Linked DNA regions of Triticum aestivum: region 2 is linked to region 1. A link is a contact called in public Hi-C data. All regions are on one chromosome and are shown on one strand. The core of a region is the stretch at or near the end of the contact, and the rest is flanking DNA. Distances in the headings are between cores, read along the strand shown.

The links. A called contact is a pair of places that touch in the nucleus more often than the background predicts.
Region 2: a contact with region 1 is called in a Hi-C map of leaf, with 10 times the contacts expected there. The contact joins the promoter of LOC123045781 here to the enhancer-like site in region 1. A contact is called at or near these places in 4 of 5 Hi-C or Micro-C datasets (leaf and root) and 1 of 1 datasets of contacts at active chromatin or transcription factors (leaf).

What each region holds. Positions count from the first base shown.
Region 1 is chr2B:520,641,452-520,648,951 of IWGSC CS RefSeq v2.1, forward strand. It overlaps the pseudogene LOC123047734. Among protein-coding and RNA genes, the nearest start is that of LOC123045780, 8.3 kb to the left of the region's middle. Within about 2 kb of position 4,655, at least 7 of the 8 cell types and tissues checked have an H3K27ac peak or open chromatin away from gene starts, as enhancers often do. A contact at or near this core is called in leaf and root, where this site is marked.
Region 2 is chr2B:520,916,880-520,924,379 of IWGSC CS RefSeq v2.1, forward strand. LOC123045781 (BTB/POZ and TAZ domain-containing protein 2) reads left to right here and starts at 2,882. Exons shown (of 3, transcript XM_044468956.1): 1 at 2,882-3,458; 2 at 3,562-4,328; 3 at 4,674-5,048. The coding sequence starts at 3,357. The coding sequence ends at 4,845. LOC123045783 reads right to left here. Exons shown (of 9, transcript XM_044468957.1): 7 at 7,442-7,500; 8 at 7,101-7,192; 9 at 6,725-7,014. The coding sequence ends at 6,989.

The DNA of each region.
Region 1 (7,500 bases), core at 3,405-5,904:
CTTACAAAACATTTTAAAAAAATTTATCATGTCTTCTACACCAAAAAAGCAAAAAATGCCATTCTAAACATGTTTTATTTGGTACATGGAAATTACGAAAATTGTGTAAACTTTTCCATGTGACAAGTTTTAAAATTACAAGTGCCATATTGCTTATGGTGAGCAGAATTTTGTAACTCGATAACAGCGACCGCTGAGCGGGCTGGCGCGTTAATGAAGAGGATGTGCCCAGAGCGAGCATTTTTAGAAGGTTCTTGTGAGCATCTAATCAGGTTTTGGGAAGCTTCTAGGCTGGTGGTTTTGAGAGTCTTTCAGACCATTCTTTTTTCTTTTCATCACTACCGGATTTTTTTGGCTTATTGATCAGTCTTTTCATACATCATTTTTTCCATTAATTCATAATTTTTAAATTTTTGTGTTTGATTTGCAAATATTTATAATTCAATAAGATTTTTCATATTCGTAAACAATTTTAACCTATTAAATTTTCTTTAATTCATGAACATTTTTTCAATCTGCAAATATTTATGAACTCGTACAAAAATTTATCACGAGTTCTTGATTTTTTTTAAATCCATGAACATTTTGTTGAATTGATGAATCATGGATATTTGTTGAATTCATGTTTCGTGAATTTTTTTTTGAGTTCCAATTCGTGGCTGTTTTTGAATTCATGAACATATTTCAAACTTTGTGGCTTTTTTTGAACTCGTAAACCTTTTTGAGAATTCATGACTATTTTTTAATTTACAATTGTTGTAAATTTTGTGAACATTTTTTGATTGCACGAAGAGTTTGTATATTTTATGTACATTTTGAAATTTACAAGCAATGATTTCCGTATTTTTTCCACGATTTTGTAACTTCCCTCACAAAATCTGGTTTTAAAGCGAAGCCTAATGAAAAACCTTATCTGGAAACATTACTGCCCATTCTCGATTTTTTTTCCCAACGGTTAGGGATGTTTTTTTAACTCCCTTGAAGACTTTTTTCTTGTTTTTTTTCTGGTTCTCTTTTTCCTTTTTATACATTTTCATTTTCTTCATATTCGTTTTTTCTTTTCATTTTCGTTACTTTGTTGTTTCTCTTTCTTTCTTTTATTTTATTCTTCCTTTCTTTTTTCGTTCTCCTGTTCATTTTGCGAACATTCTCTTCTAAACTTGTGAACTATTTTCACATTTCAAACATTTTTCCAGGAATTGAGATTTTTAAATTCATGAACAAATTTTAAAATTGTGAACATTCCTTCAAAACTTGTGTACATTTTTTTAGATCGGTGAACCTTTTCCTAAAATTTGGGAACAATGTTTGTAATTCACGAACATTTTTTGTTTTGTTTTGACAAACATTTTTCATTTCAATGATTTATTTTTTCAATTTTTTTAAAAAATTTAGATAATTGAAAGTGGCAAACATTCTTTAAATTTTATGAACATTTAGAAAATCATAACATTCTATGAATTCGTGAATAGTTTTTCAGATTCACGAAATTTTTTTAGAATTCTCAAACATATTCTCAAAATCAATGAACATACTTGAATATGCGATCTTTTAATAAAAAATTATGAACATTTTTTGTATCCGCTAACATTTCATGATTTTCCAAACATTTTTTAAAATAATGAACAGTTTTAATTCACGAAAATTTTATGATTTCTCAAACTGTTCTCTTTCAAAATTTGCAACTGTTTGTCAAATTTGTTACTTTCTTAAATCCTGAAATATTTGGTAGAATGAAATAAAAAGCAAAATGAAACCGAAAAATGTTGAGGGGGGGGGGGGGGGGGGGGGGGAGGTGAGTGTTTCCTCCCTAGCCAGTGCGTATGTACTGTCCGTGGTAGTTACTGAATGGGGTTGTCGATATCATATGCCTCATACAAAAGGATGCTGGGCTTGCTAGACTGCATGTAGTTTGCTGGTGGTTAGTCGGGTGGCTTCTGGCCCACGATGCATATCCATCTGAACTTTGTGCTCGCTCTCAAAGAGAAAGAAAGAAAACTTCAACTTTGAAGTATAAAAACTCTGGCAATCTTCATGTAAAAGAACTCTTGCAATCTTTTTCCCGAGTAATTGGAGCACCACCTCTCAAGGAGAGGAAGATGAAGCATGTCTAGATTCTTACAAAGCGTGTGTGGAATAGGTTGCACCCCCCCCCCCCCCCCCCCCCCCCCGCATAAAAAAGGCAGCACTCATAAAAGGGCATGTTGCATGCTTTCCGAAGTAGTACGAATGTAAATGATCTAGTCTATCTGGTGGCCGCAAAGACCGCAAATGCCTGATCGGGGACCTCCCTAAAGGTTTATAGGTTTGCCTTGCAGCATGAAAATACATCGGTTCATTTCCTTCCAAATGTGCCCGATAGTGTCGGTAAGTTCGCCGCTGGGATCGTAAACAAGCGAGAGGAGATCGTCCCACCATTGGTCGATGCTCAACGCAGGATAAGCCAGCGAGTAGGATGGAGGCCGAGCCTCAAGTTCACCGTCTTGTGGTAAATTCCTAAACGGTGCTTAAGCACCCGTTTTAAGTGTTCACCCAATTGGGCACACACCCTCTCCTCCACACCGGGCCAGGTCATTTTCAAAAAAATATATATCTGTTTTTAAAACACAAAAAATTGCTAGCAAGGGTGTGGTTAGAACCGGTGATCTCACTTCTATATGGGCGTTGCCCCAACCACTCGGCCAACTCACCCGTTAGTGTTTACTTAGAGCATTTTCATCCTTTTCTTTTTTTCTTTTTTCTTGGGAGTTGTCTTGTTTGGTTTTTTCTTTCATTTTTGCTAAGTGCGTGAACATTTTTTTCAAATCTATGAACTTGTTTTTAAATTTGATAAACTTTTCTTTCAAATTCATGAACTTTTTTTCAAACAATGTGAACTTTTTCCAATTTGTGAACTTATTTTTTTGAAATTAATGAACTTTTTTAAAATTGATGTACCATTTCAAATTGATGAACTTTTTTCTCAAATTCAACGAGCCTTTTCAAATTCGATGATTTTTTTCAAAGTCAATGAACTTAATTTCAAAATGATGAACTTTTTTGAAGCTTGTGAACTCTCTTTCAAAATTTGTGAACATTTTTTAATTCATGACATTTTTTATTATTTTTACTTTTCCTATATATATATATATATATATATATATATATTAAAAATCTTAGTTTTTCAAAGATCAACAGTTGACCACTTGACTCTTTGGGGGCATTCAATAAAATTGAAACGATATAGAGAAGATTAGCATGACCCCTTCGAATGGATGACATGCACAAATCAAGAAGCGGTTGAGCACTCAACTTGTGAACCGTCAACCAGTCAACCGCGATCGAGTGGACCAGGCGATGTGGGACAAGCAAACGAGGCAATTTGGGCCAGCCCAGCTCGCGGACGCGTGGTTGCCAGTCCCTCTGTCCGGCACTGAAGGCGCCCTATAAGAGCACCGCATGGGAAGTGTTTGGTCTGTTTTGGGAGTTGCTTCCACCCTCCAGCATTTCGCCGGCCCGGAGTCCGCCGAGCTGGCTGAGTAGTGGCCGACGTCGATAGTCCGATCCCGGCGGACGGGTCCGTAGGCATGTGCTCCAATTCCAATTCCTACGACCCGGAGTCTAAAGTATTAATACTATCAAAAATCGACTCGTACTAAAAATAGTTTAACATCTCGTGCGGGCAACGCTTTCAGTTGGGCGACCCATCCCAACCACGTGCAATCTTGAAACGGAAAAAATAACGCTTCGTGTGTTTCACATCACACGAGACGACGAAGGCTGTAGCACCCCTGCTAGTTTACTCCCATGTGATGAGCGTGGCAGGGGCCGTCCGAGCGAACAGGCACGTTCCGTCGAATCATTCGGCGTGCCCCGACCCGACCCCACTGAGTACAGGGCGCGCGGCCAGCGGTGATCTGCCGTCCACGGACCGGACCACACGGAAAGGGTGGTACCACACTGCTCTTTTTGCTCACCTCCTGGCCCATGCGTGCAGTTGCCAAACATGAATGAATGAATGTATATACCGGACTGCAAGATTAAACGTCGTTTTCTACGGTAAGCTTCCCTGTCCGAACCTACTTTTCGTTATATCCGATCCTACATGGCATGCGAGACATCACCTTGAGGCTATGTATTGTACATGCCCTTACGGGGTTGGTTTCAGACGTAACTTTCGCTGTACGTAGATCATATGTTGACGCCCCGGACCTAAGCTCGATCCTGAGCTGTGAGGTTTGCCACAAATAGCTGACTTTTCCCTATAAGATGGGCAATGTACTACATAAACAGTGAGCAGAGAGATGGGGCATATGCTGCATGGAAACCATTGCTCCAGCTGGAGTCCAGTAACATGGCGAGGCGACGATTATTATATATGTTGCGCACATAGCTTTTTTTTTTTTTTTGAGAATCTGTTGCGCAGATATAGCTAGCTCCCCGATGCCAACTGCCTCTCGTACCATCTGGGCCCATGCATGCCTGCCTCCCCGAGTCCCGCCCGGGCCACGCACGCACCTGCACCACCATGTGACGACCAACAGTGGCCTACCAAGCCGTAGCTATAGTACGGCCATTTCGTCGACATCCGGCGCTCTCTCTCGTGAAGCTCACGACAAATCAAAAGAGCACAGGACAGATCTGTGATCTCTACGCGCGCACAAATGAACAGGCCTGGCCGGTAAAAAAACAGGCAGAACAAAATATCATTGCAGGAACGCACGGTCCCGGCGATACCGCCCTGTCCTCTTCGTCTTCGTCGCGCCGAGATCCAAAAGCCCCCGAAAGCGACGTGGACGGTGCTCAGAATGCCGATAGAGGCCGTCGGCTTCGAGGCCGGCGACGCACCAATCGCGGCCCGGATTGATCAGACGGCGACCGGTGCAACTTGCGCGCCGTCTCGATCTCTCGTGTTAGGCGCCGCGACCAGGACGGCTCGTATTGCTTCCGCCACCGATGGTGCGTGCTCCGGGCCTCGGCGCTCGCGTTCATGACGCCACCTCTTCTTGTGCCCGGCCGGTCGACGTTTAGGCGCGACAATGGCGGGCGTGGGTCCCTCCGGGTGGTGGGTGGCTTCATTATCTTCGTCCGTACTCCGGCTCTCCGCCATGTGATCTCGTGATTTGATTCGCTTATCGTGGTATCGGTAGAGACTGATATCCTACCACGCCTATCGATCTGTACCACCAACGCTATTGGCTAGCTATCAAGTTTTCTTTGCCGGGAAAACCTTTTTTTTTAACACAGTACTCCCTCTATCCGGGCTTATCGGGCCTAAAAGCATCACAAGCATGGCCGTTTTTATATGGCCTTGCTTTAGAGCCATTTTATTGGTTGTAGCGAGAGGCATTGTTGCTAGTTTCATGGCAGAAAAATAAATACTCCCTCCGTTCTTAAATATAAGTCTTTGTATATGTTTCACTATAAACCACGTACGGATGTATATAGATGCATTTTAGAGTGTATATGCACTTACTTTGCCCCGTATGTAGTCCATAGTGGAATCTCTATAAATACTTATATTTAGGAACGGAGGGAGTACGTTGCATGCATTCTTTTCATTTGCTGCACATGGGAGCTAGAATGTGAAAGAGTGCATTGGAAGTGGGATGAAATAATTAACGTGAGCAAATTATCATGTGCCTTGGTCCAAGAGAAGCGGTCTCCCGGCCAATAAACCCGGACGGAGGAAGTACAAATGTAGACGCTCATACTACGCACACACACACGCTCCCCCTGTGAATGCATGCACGCACGCACACCTGTTTCTACGAGCATCTTCGAAAGACTTAGCCGGCGTATCATCTTAAGATTTACGAAGTCGCCGTAGATGCCTTCGTAGTCTACGGAACGTCCCTCCTATTGAGCGCACATCACGGGAAGACCTATAATAAATTCAGAGAGTACGAGCACCATTGCCAACTTGCCAAGTTCAGAACTTGAATTATGATGGATTGGTTTCACCACAAGGAACATAACCATCTAAACTTTGTAAGTTGGCTTGATCGAGAAAGTTGCTATCAATACAATGCTTTAGTTATTTTAAAAAAATACTAGTACATAGCGATGCATACAGTGTTTGAAAACCACACAAGGGCATCTCCAACGCCGACCCGCAAATTTGCCCCGGCACCCATCCGCGGACAGGGAGACCAGTCTGCGGACACTAATGCCGGAGGCTACCATCCAACGCTGCCCACATACATTTCAAAAACTATTTGAACTAACCAGAAGAAATTCATGCAACTCGGCGTATTTCATATAAATCGGACGACATTCATGCAAACACGGATTTTCATTATATTTTAAACATTGAGAACAAAAAACATTTCGACCCTAAACCTATCATATGCCGGCGGTGGCCATCCACTTCCTTTGTATTCCGCATCCGCGACCACGTCCTCCATCCACCGTCTCCATGAACGGCGGCGGGGTTCAAGACCCGTAAAGTGGAGGTGTGGACTCCGGCTAGGAAGAGTAGAACATGAGAGATGAACCGGCCCATATGGGACACAACGCCCTGCCACCTCCCATGCCCGTCTCATATTATCATCTCTTCGCCGAACTAGTGCACCTATACAATTTGCCATTGTATTGGGTGTGTTGGGGACACAAGAGATTTCTTGTATTTGATTGCAGGGTTGTTTGAGAGAGACCATCTTCATCCTACGCCTCCCACGGATTGATAAACCTTAGGTCATCCACTTGAGAGAAAATTGCTATTGTCCTACAAACCTCTGCACTTGGAGGCCCAACAACGTCTACAAGAAGAAGGTTGCGTAGTAGACATCAAGCTCTTTTCTGGCACCGTTGCCGGGAAGGTGAGTGCTTGAAGGTATATCTTTAGATCTTGCAATCGAATCTTTTTGTTCTTGTTTTATCACTAGTTTAGTTTATAAAAAAAATGGAATTGAGTTTGTCTCATACGCTTCATCTTTTTAATATCTTTCGTAAGTATGATGAACAGGAAAATTGTGCTCAAGTGCTAGAAGAAGAAGTCTATAAAATGTTTGGCACTAAATCTTTGAATGATGAGCATGATTGCAATGTTGTTAGTGTGAACTCTTTGAATATCCATAGTACTAATGTTGATTGCACTAGTCATGATGGAAATATCTCTTATAAGCATGTCGATTTTTGTGGAGTGTATTGGGTTTGCAAGTATGCACCAAATAGGGAAGATAGATATTGCAAGAGGCATAAGAATTTCGAAACTAAAGGGTTGCAAGAATGTTGGGGATCGTTGCAGAAATTAAAAAAATTCTACGCATCACCAAGATCAATCTATGGAGTAACTAGCAAGGAGAGAGAGAGGGGAGTGCATCTTCATACTCTTGAAGATCGCGAGATGGAAGCATTACAAGAACGCGGATGAAGTAGTCGTACTCGTAGCGATTCAGATCACAGTGGATTCCGATCATAGCGCCGAACAACGGCACCTCCGCGTTCAACACACGTGCAGCCCGGTGACGTCTCCCGCGCCTTGATCTAGCAAGGAGGAGGGAGAGGTTGAGGAAGAAG
Region 2 (7,500 bases), core at 1,632-4,131, 270 kb after region 1:
AGTTAGAGCCTTGAATATATGAGTATCCGCGGTCGAAAACTTCTAGTTGCATGTCATACCCTGTAGGCATGCCATCAAAGAGAGGAGCTCTCGAATGGCAATGGGGTCAGGTTAGGTAGCAATTGGATGAGTCACCTATCATTGACATCTTGCGAGGCAACATTGCAGCCTTTGTCTTTGGTAAAGGAGAACAGAGTGGGGTGCAAGAGAAATAGCCTATCGCACCCCGTCCATTCATCGTGCTAGAAAGAAATGTGTGACTCGCTTCCAGTCCTGCATTTGGTGCCTTGGAGAAGTGTTGGAATCAAGGATTTGATGCACTTCCAGATCATTGTGTCTTTGTTATTACTCTTTAGTGGGATGGATTGTTGACAGTATCTTGCGCCAAACCATTGGAAACAAGGGACCTCACTGCCCCATAGAATCTTAGCTGCAAACTTGCAGATCGTGGATCTGTTATGAGCCTCTAGGTCCCTGATCCCAAGGCTGCCCTCTTGCTTGCTTAGGTTGTTTCCCATGCTACCAGGCACTGCCCTCCCTTGGCTGAATTGGAACCTTGCCAGAGGAAGACCCTCAAAATCTTTGTCAAAAGCTCTAGCGACACTTTAGGCCAAAGGAAACGCGACATAAAGTAGCATGGGATGGATGCTAGGATGGCGTTAATCAAGGTTAGACACCCTCCCCAAGAGGGAAATTTTCACCCCCCCCCCTTATGTGTTTTACATGTATCCTTCAATATCCAATTACCTGAACTTGGCAGTTTTTCCTAATAATTTCAAAGAAATCCTACATTTTACCATGTTTTAGAGAAATTTTGGCTGTCACATGGCAATTTTATAAATTTCGATCTATAGAACATGACAATTTGTGAAATTAAGTGAACTGGTCACATGGAAATTTTACGGATGTTGTGTTCTCTAGAACATGGCAAATTACATACATTACTGATGGCAAATTTGTAGGAATCCATTTGTATTACTCACAATGGCATGCTGGGAAATTTTCACTAGTACTAATTGTTGGCAAATCCGCCCCCCCCCCCCCACCCACCCCCCATGTGTTTTACATGTATCCTTCAATATGCAATTACCCGAACTTGGCAAATTTTCCTAATATTTACGTTATATACATGTCCTAAATTAGAGCATGTCAATTTTTTATTGTAGATACCTTGGCACATTCATTGAATATACCATGGTAAAATTTTAAATCAGAGGATGGTAGTATTATAGAATATAGCATGGCATTTGTTTTTATATGTTTACACCATGCCAATTGTAAATTATGTGTCTCTTATTTTTATGTCAGATTTTTTTTTTTGTGGATGGCAATTTTCTTTTCAAAAAATGAGCTAATTGAGAATACCTTTTTCTTTTCATGCGTGTTACATGGGCCAACCTGCTGTCACGCTGCAATTGCACTACACCGAACATACGACAGAGGGACGCCGGTTCGGTGGATGGATCCTTCCCCAACTAACGTTTTGTTCGCTCCGGGGGTGCCTTCCCTGGGAATGTTTGCCAGCTATTGCCGTATAAAGGAGTACCAAAGAAAAGTTGGGCCCCACTATTATTAACATCTCAAAAGTTACACTAGGCCATAATATACCAACACTATACGAGTATAGTATTTAAGAGAGTAGGCAATAACAATTAAGAACTTCCGAATTCCGATCAATACCGCGTTTGGTATGAATGAATCCGATTATAAATAAACAAATTGAATATGAAGAAACAAAACGTGTTTTACATGTATCCTTCGATATGCAATTACCCGAACTTGGCAAATTTCCCTAATATATACATTATATACATGTCCTAAATTAGAGCATGCCAATTTTATTATTGTAGCTACCTTGGAATATTCATTGAATATACCACGGTAAAATTTTAAATCAGAGGATGGTAGTTTTATAGAGTACAACATGGCATTTGTTTTTATATGTTTACAACATGCCAATTGTAAATTTGTCCTCAAAAATGCTACACGTACAACAAAAAACGAGGTCTCCTTCCCTCATCCCACTGATCTCCCCCTCCCCCCTCCCCCCCCCCCCCCCCCCCCCCCCCCCCCCCCCCCACACACACATTTTCAGGGTGGGGTCTGGTGCAATCCTATCAAACCAGCCCACATCACCCTTTAGTAACTTTTGTACCAAAATTCGGTTAAAAGAAACTTTTGTACCAAAATTTACGTAGGTCTAGCAAAGCCCATTTATCTTATTTTATGTTTTTTTTTTGTTGATGGCATTTTTTTTCCAAAAAATGAACTAATTGAGCCTGCCTTTTTTTCATGTGCAATACATGGGCCAAACTGTGGTCATGCTACAATCGCACTACAGCGAATATACGACAGAGGGATGCCGGTTCGGTGGATGGAGCCTTCCCCAACTAACGTTTCGTTCGCTCCGGGAGTGCCTTCCTGGGAACGTTCGCCAGCTATTGCCGTATAGAGGAGTACCAAAGAAAAGATGGGCCCCACTATTATTAACATCTCAAAAGTTACACTAGGCCATAATATACCAACACTATACAAGTATCGTATTTAAACGCATTAGCATGTGGCCTGAGAAAAGAAAACATTGCGCAATCACGTCTGCGTATGTAGTATGAAGATAAAGTTCCGTCTCCAAGAAAGTTGGCAATAACAATTAACAGCTTCCGAATTCCGATCAATACCGCGTTTGGTATGAATGAATCCTTATAAACAAATTAAATATGAAGAAACAAAACGTGGATCCGTGTCATCAACTCCACACCCAAAACCTTTAAAAAAATTGAACTCCACACCCAAAAAGTAACAAAACGCCGCCAACGCCCAACAGCTCCGTTCCCTTTTCCGCACCTAAACTGGTGGCGCACGAAGCGCCTACGTGGTCCGATCGGGGTCGTCGGCTCCGCCTGCTTCAACCACTGCCGGTGGTTTCCCTCCGTCGGCGGCCCCCGAGATCACCTCTCTGACTCAGATCCTCTCCTCTGGAGTCAAATCCTCATCAGCCTCGACGCATCAACGGCGATTAGCTAATTAGTATTTCCGTCCGTCCAGAACAACGCGGCCCGCTCCCAATGATCATCCCGTCCCGTTGTTCCCGTTGCCCTCAGTTGACGATAGCTGTGCACGCACTGTGCTACACGTCGTCGTCGGCTACCTTTGTCCACGACACTATATAGCTGTCGCTGAGCTCGAGACTTCCTCTCATTCTCTTTCCACATCGCCCCGAGATCCATCTGCTCCGTTTCTTGGGTTTCTCGGCGCTTTGGTGCTTCGCTACGCATCCCGTTGCCCTTGTTGACACCAGGAGAATCCGGGGGCTTCACGAGGGGACTAGCTAGCTGGAGTTTGGAAGCGATCATTCTATGACGATCTGCGCGGGCTTCGATTCCTACCGGGCGTCGCCGGCGGACATGCGAGTCGTGACGTCGGACGGGCAGAGCATCGCCGCGCATTCCTACGTTCTTGTAAGCCGCTCTGCCGCTTATTTGATTGATTTATGCGGTGGATCTTGCCTTGTGCGTTGTTGTTGAATCGTTGGCTAATTCCAAATCGGGCGGCGATATGCAGGCCTCGGCGTCGCCGGTGCTGGAGCGGATGATCGACAGGGCGCAGCGCGGGTGGGGCGCCGAGTGCACCATCCCCGTCCTCGGCGTCTCCTTCGACGCCGTCCACGCCTTCATCCACTTCCTCTACTCCTCCAAGTCCAAGGTGGTGCCCGCGGAGGAGGAGGCGGTGGGCGCCAACTGGGCGCAGCTGCTGGCGCTGGCGCACGCGTACCGGGTGGGGTGGCTGAAGCGGGCGGCGGAGGCGGCCGTGTCGGCGCGCCTGACGCCGGAGCGCGCCGTGGACATGCTGAAGCTGGCGAGGCTCTGCGACGCGCCGCGGCTGTACATGCGGTGCGCGCGCCTCGCGGCCAAGGAGTTCGCCTCCGTGGAGCAGTCCGACGGGTGGCGCTTCGCGCGGCGCCACGACGCCGCGCTGGAGCTCGAGCTCCTCACGCTCCTCGAGGACGCCGACCAGCGGAATGAGCGGTGGGCGCGCGAGCGGGCCGCGCAGGAGGCGTGCCGGCAGCTGGGCGAGGCCATGGCCTCCCTCGAGCACATCTTCCCCGGCGACTCCGGCGCCAAGGCCGGCTGCGCGGACGCGGACGCGCCGTGCGCGAGGGCAGGGTGCACGTGCCGGGGCCTGCAGGTGCTGATGCGGCACTTCGCGACGTGCCCGAAAAAGATGGCGCCCGGTGGGTGCGCGCGGTGCAAGCGCATGCTGCAGCTCTTCCGGCTCCACGCCTCCGTCTGCGACCGGCCGGACCGGGCCTGCCGCGTGCCGCTCTGCAGGTGAGAAAACGCATTCGGGAGAAACACGCTTTCCATCAAACGTGGCGCTTTCCGCAAACGCGCGGTAGATCGGCAGCCAAGAACCAGGCTGGCGAGATCGATCGGTGCCCGGCGCCCTTTCCGCGAAAGGAAATCGGTTCGTACTTGACAATATACAAGGAAGAAATTGGACGTACTGGCTTTCGTCCTCTTGCATGAAAGCGACTTGGACGGCCACGGGAACGCCGCCAATAGAGCGCCATGCAAACGCACATGACGGATCTGACGCACGCCTAATAGCTGTTTTTTTACGTCTGGTGACGAAGTGAGATCTAACGTTTCACCGTGGTTGGCTGATTTTCGCAGCCATTTCAAGGCCAAGGCGCAGACGGGGAAGGCGGACAAGACGTGGCGGCTCCTGGTGAAGAAGGTGACGAGGGCGAAGGTGATGTCCTCCTTGGCCGAGAGGAAGGTGGTGCCGGAGGTCGTGGCCGAGTCATGGGCGAGATACAGCCGTAGAGGAGCCAAGTTGAGATGAGAAGAGTCATTTCTCTCGTCTTGGTCGTCTAGTTTAACCCTTGTCGTTAGCAACGAGGTGTTGTGAACTCAAGTTTATGTACTATCTATCGTCTATCAGTTATAGCTAGTGATAGTCTACTTAGCACATGTCACTTATGACTTGCGATGGTTAAACTTTTTTCTTTTTTGCGATGGTTAAACTATAGTAGTGTTTACCGCTCATCCATGCTTTGTCTGAGAGACAGACACCCGTGCTTCTCAACCTCGAAAGCACACACCCATGCTGCTCTGTTCCGTCGCATGCGCCACGGTTACCATGCGTCGGGACTGGTCCAGTAAGATCCACCGACATGCCCGACCCCACGGTGCAGTGAGTGCGGCCGGCGATTCTTCGGCTCACCCAACAGGCAAGTCACCAGAATATGCTCGCTGTTACTCTTTGCTAGCAGGGAGCGAGTTTAATGCAACGCGACTCCTACTCGCTGTTACTCTTTGCCTGGTCCATGCATCCAAAATATGCTCGTCTCGGTCTAGGACTACCTGCTGCGGTTGCTGTAACCTGTAAGCCTGTAACCGTGCCATTGCCGCAGTTTGTACAACGGTTGGCCGATCTAACGAGACCTCCCGTTATGAAGAGGAGAGGGAGCCAACTGGAGTCCCACACAACACACATGTCAGAGAGACAGCTCCACCGTCCGGGCCCGTTTCTCCCGGCCAGATCCGGAGAATCACCGTGTGCGGATCCGCCAAGGTGCGTGCGTTCATTCGCATGCAAAGCTTTCATTTCCTTACGCTGCCTGGTGCCTGCTGGTGTTGACATCTCTGGAAAGAAGAGCCTGACGGTGCTCCTGGCTCGCGTCCCCACATGTACTATACGTACGTGTACGGTGAACATAGTACTCCTACTACATAGAACAACGCCGCACGTCGACGGGGCCAGGTTTAAGGAGCACCGCCCGCTCGCTCTACCCTACATACAGCCATACAGGAGAAAACAACAAATTGATCGCCTCGGCGGGGGCGCGCACGAAAGCGAGATGCGTTCACCAGCATGACCAAGAGGTGGCACCGCACCGCCGTTTCGTCGCGACCTGTTCACCTCAGCATCACGATCGACCCCTCCCCTCGAATGCACACGAAACAAGAGATACAAGAGCACAGACAGGCAGCGAGCCGGCGACAAGGACCTGGCTTCAGCTTCAGAAATATCAGCTCAAGGAGGAACGGCCGATCAAGTGATGGTGCGATACTGTACCACCCTGTCGTCTTCTATCTTTCGTCACACCAAAATCCAAGTGCTCCAACAGCGACGTACACGGTGCACCGAACGTCTGGGAGGGGTCACGGTCGTGCCAAGGACGGCTATTTTCGCTGCAGGTAACCAACGGCCCAGTGTAGCGCGCCTGGGTCGATCGGTCAGGTGGCGACTGGTGCAGGTTCGCGCGCAGCTCTGTTTACACGCCGTGCCCGTCTTGATCCAGCTATCTATGGAAGCACGGGTCGCCGTAAGAGGACGACGTCTTGTTTTCGGTCGCCGTCTGGGGACGGCGGCGTGCGGCGGTTGGCAACAGCAGGTCTATTTGGTTTGGCCGCCCTTCGTACTAGCATGCGATTGCATCTCCAATGTGACGCAACCGTGAGCTCGTGACGCGCACTGAGGCTGATAGCGTACCTGGCCTGTCGACCTATTCCAGTCACGCGATGGGCTATCAGACTGTCATCTTCTCTACACTAACTCGCAGCTGATACCCACCTCTCAGTTGCGATTGACACCAACTAAACAAATGAAATGAAATGGAATTTCCACTACAAAACAGTCCAACTTTCCTCATCGGACACAGGAGCTCACTTTACTGCTACTGCCTACTCTCCTTGGACATTGCTGCCACTCCAATACATACTCAATCTCCGTCAAATAATAACGTGACGGGAGCCGTTATAAACAAACTACAACTTGGCCAAGCAACGATCGATGCTAGGTAAGTAACTAGTCAAGTGGTACAGCAATGTTCTCCTACATACATCATTCCTAGCTTACAGGTTACGAAAGAGAGAGATTGCTGGTCAGCAATGTTCACCACAGACTGCCAAGGCGAAATGGAGGCCAGAAGAACAGCAATGACATATTACCGCTACTTAATCAAATGGAACGGAAGCCTATCTTAAGGCGCGCTGCGGGCCGAAAGAACTGCACACAACAGGCGGGGAGGAGTCAACACTGGCAATTATACGAGTAAATTTGCTGGCAGAAAAAAAAATTCAACTGGATGTTACCTTCAGATATGTTGAAGGACAGCTTCCGTGCAAAAATTTCTCTGGGGTTTAATGTTTTATTGGATAGTAAGATGCTATCCAAGTTTTCTTTTCTGCAAATTGAACATGAAGACCATGTCATCAATAGGCTCGACTTAATATGCAATACCAAGCGAAATGGAACCCCCAAAAAACATTTTTATATATTCAAAAAATAAGTTAGCAAATGGTAGTATGCCATTTATTCAAGGACCACAGTGGAAAATACTTTCAGTTTGTCCTTCACATTGAAATGCTTATCAGTATTAAAGCAGAGAATCCTGCTGTCAATAATGTGCAAAATTCATAGTCAGTTCACGTACCGAGCCCAACAAGGAACAAATTTCCTTCTGCGCCTTGCTTCTTGCAAATGTTCGTCGTA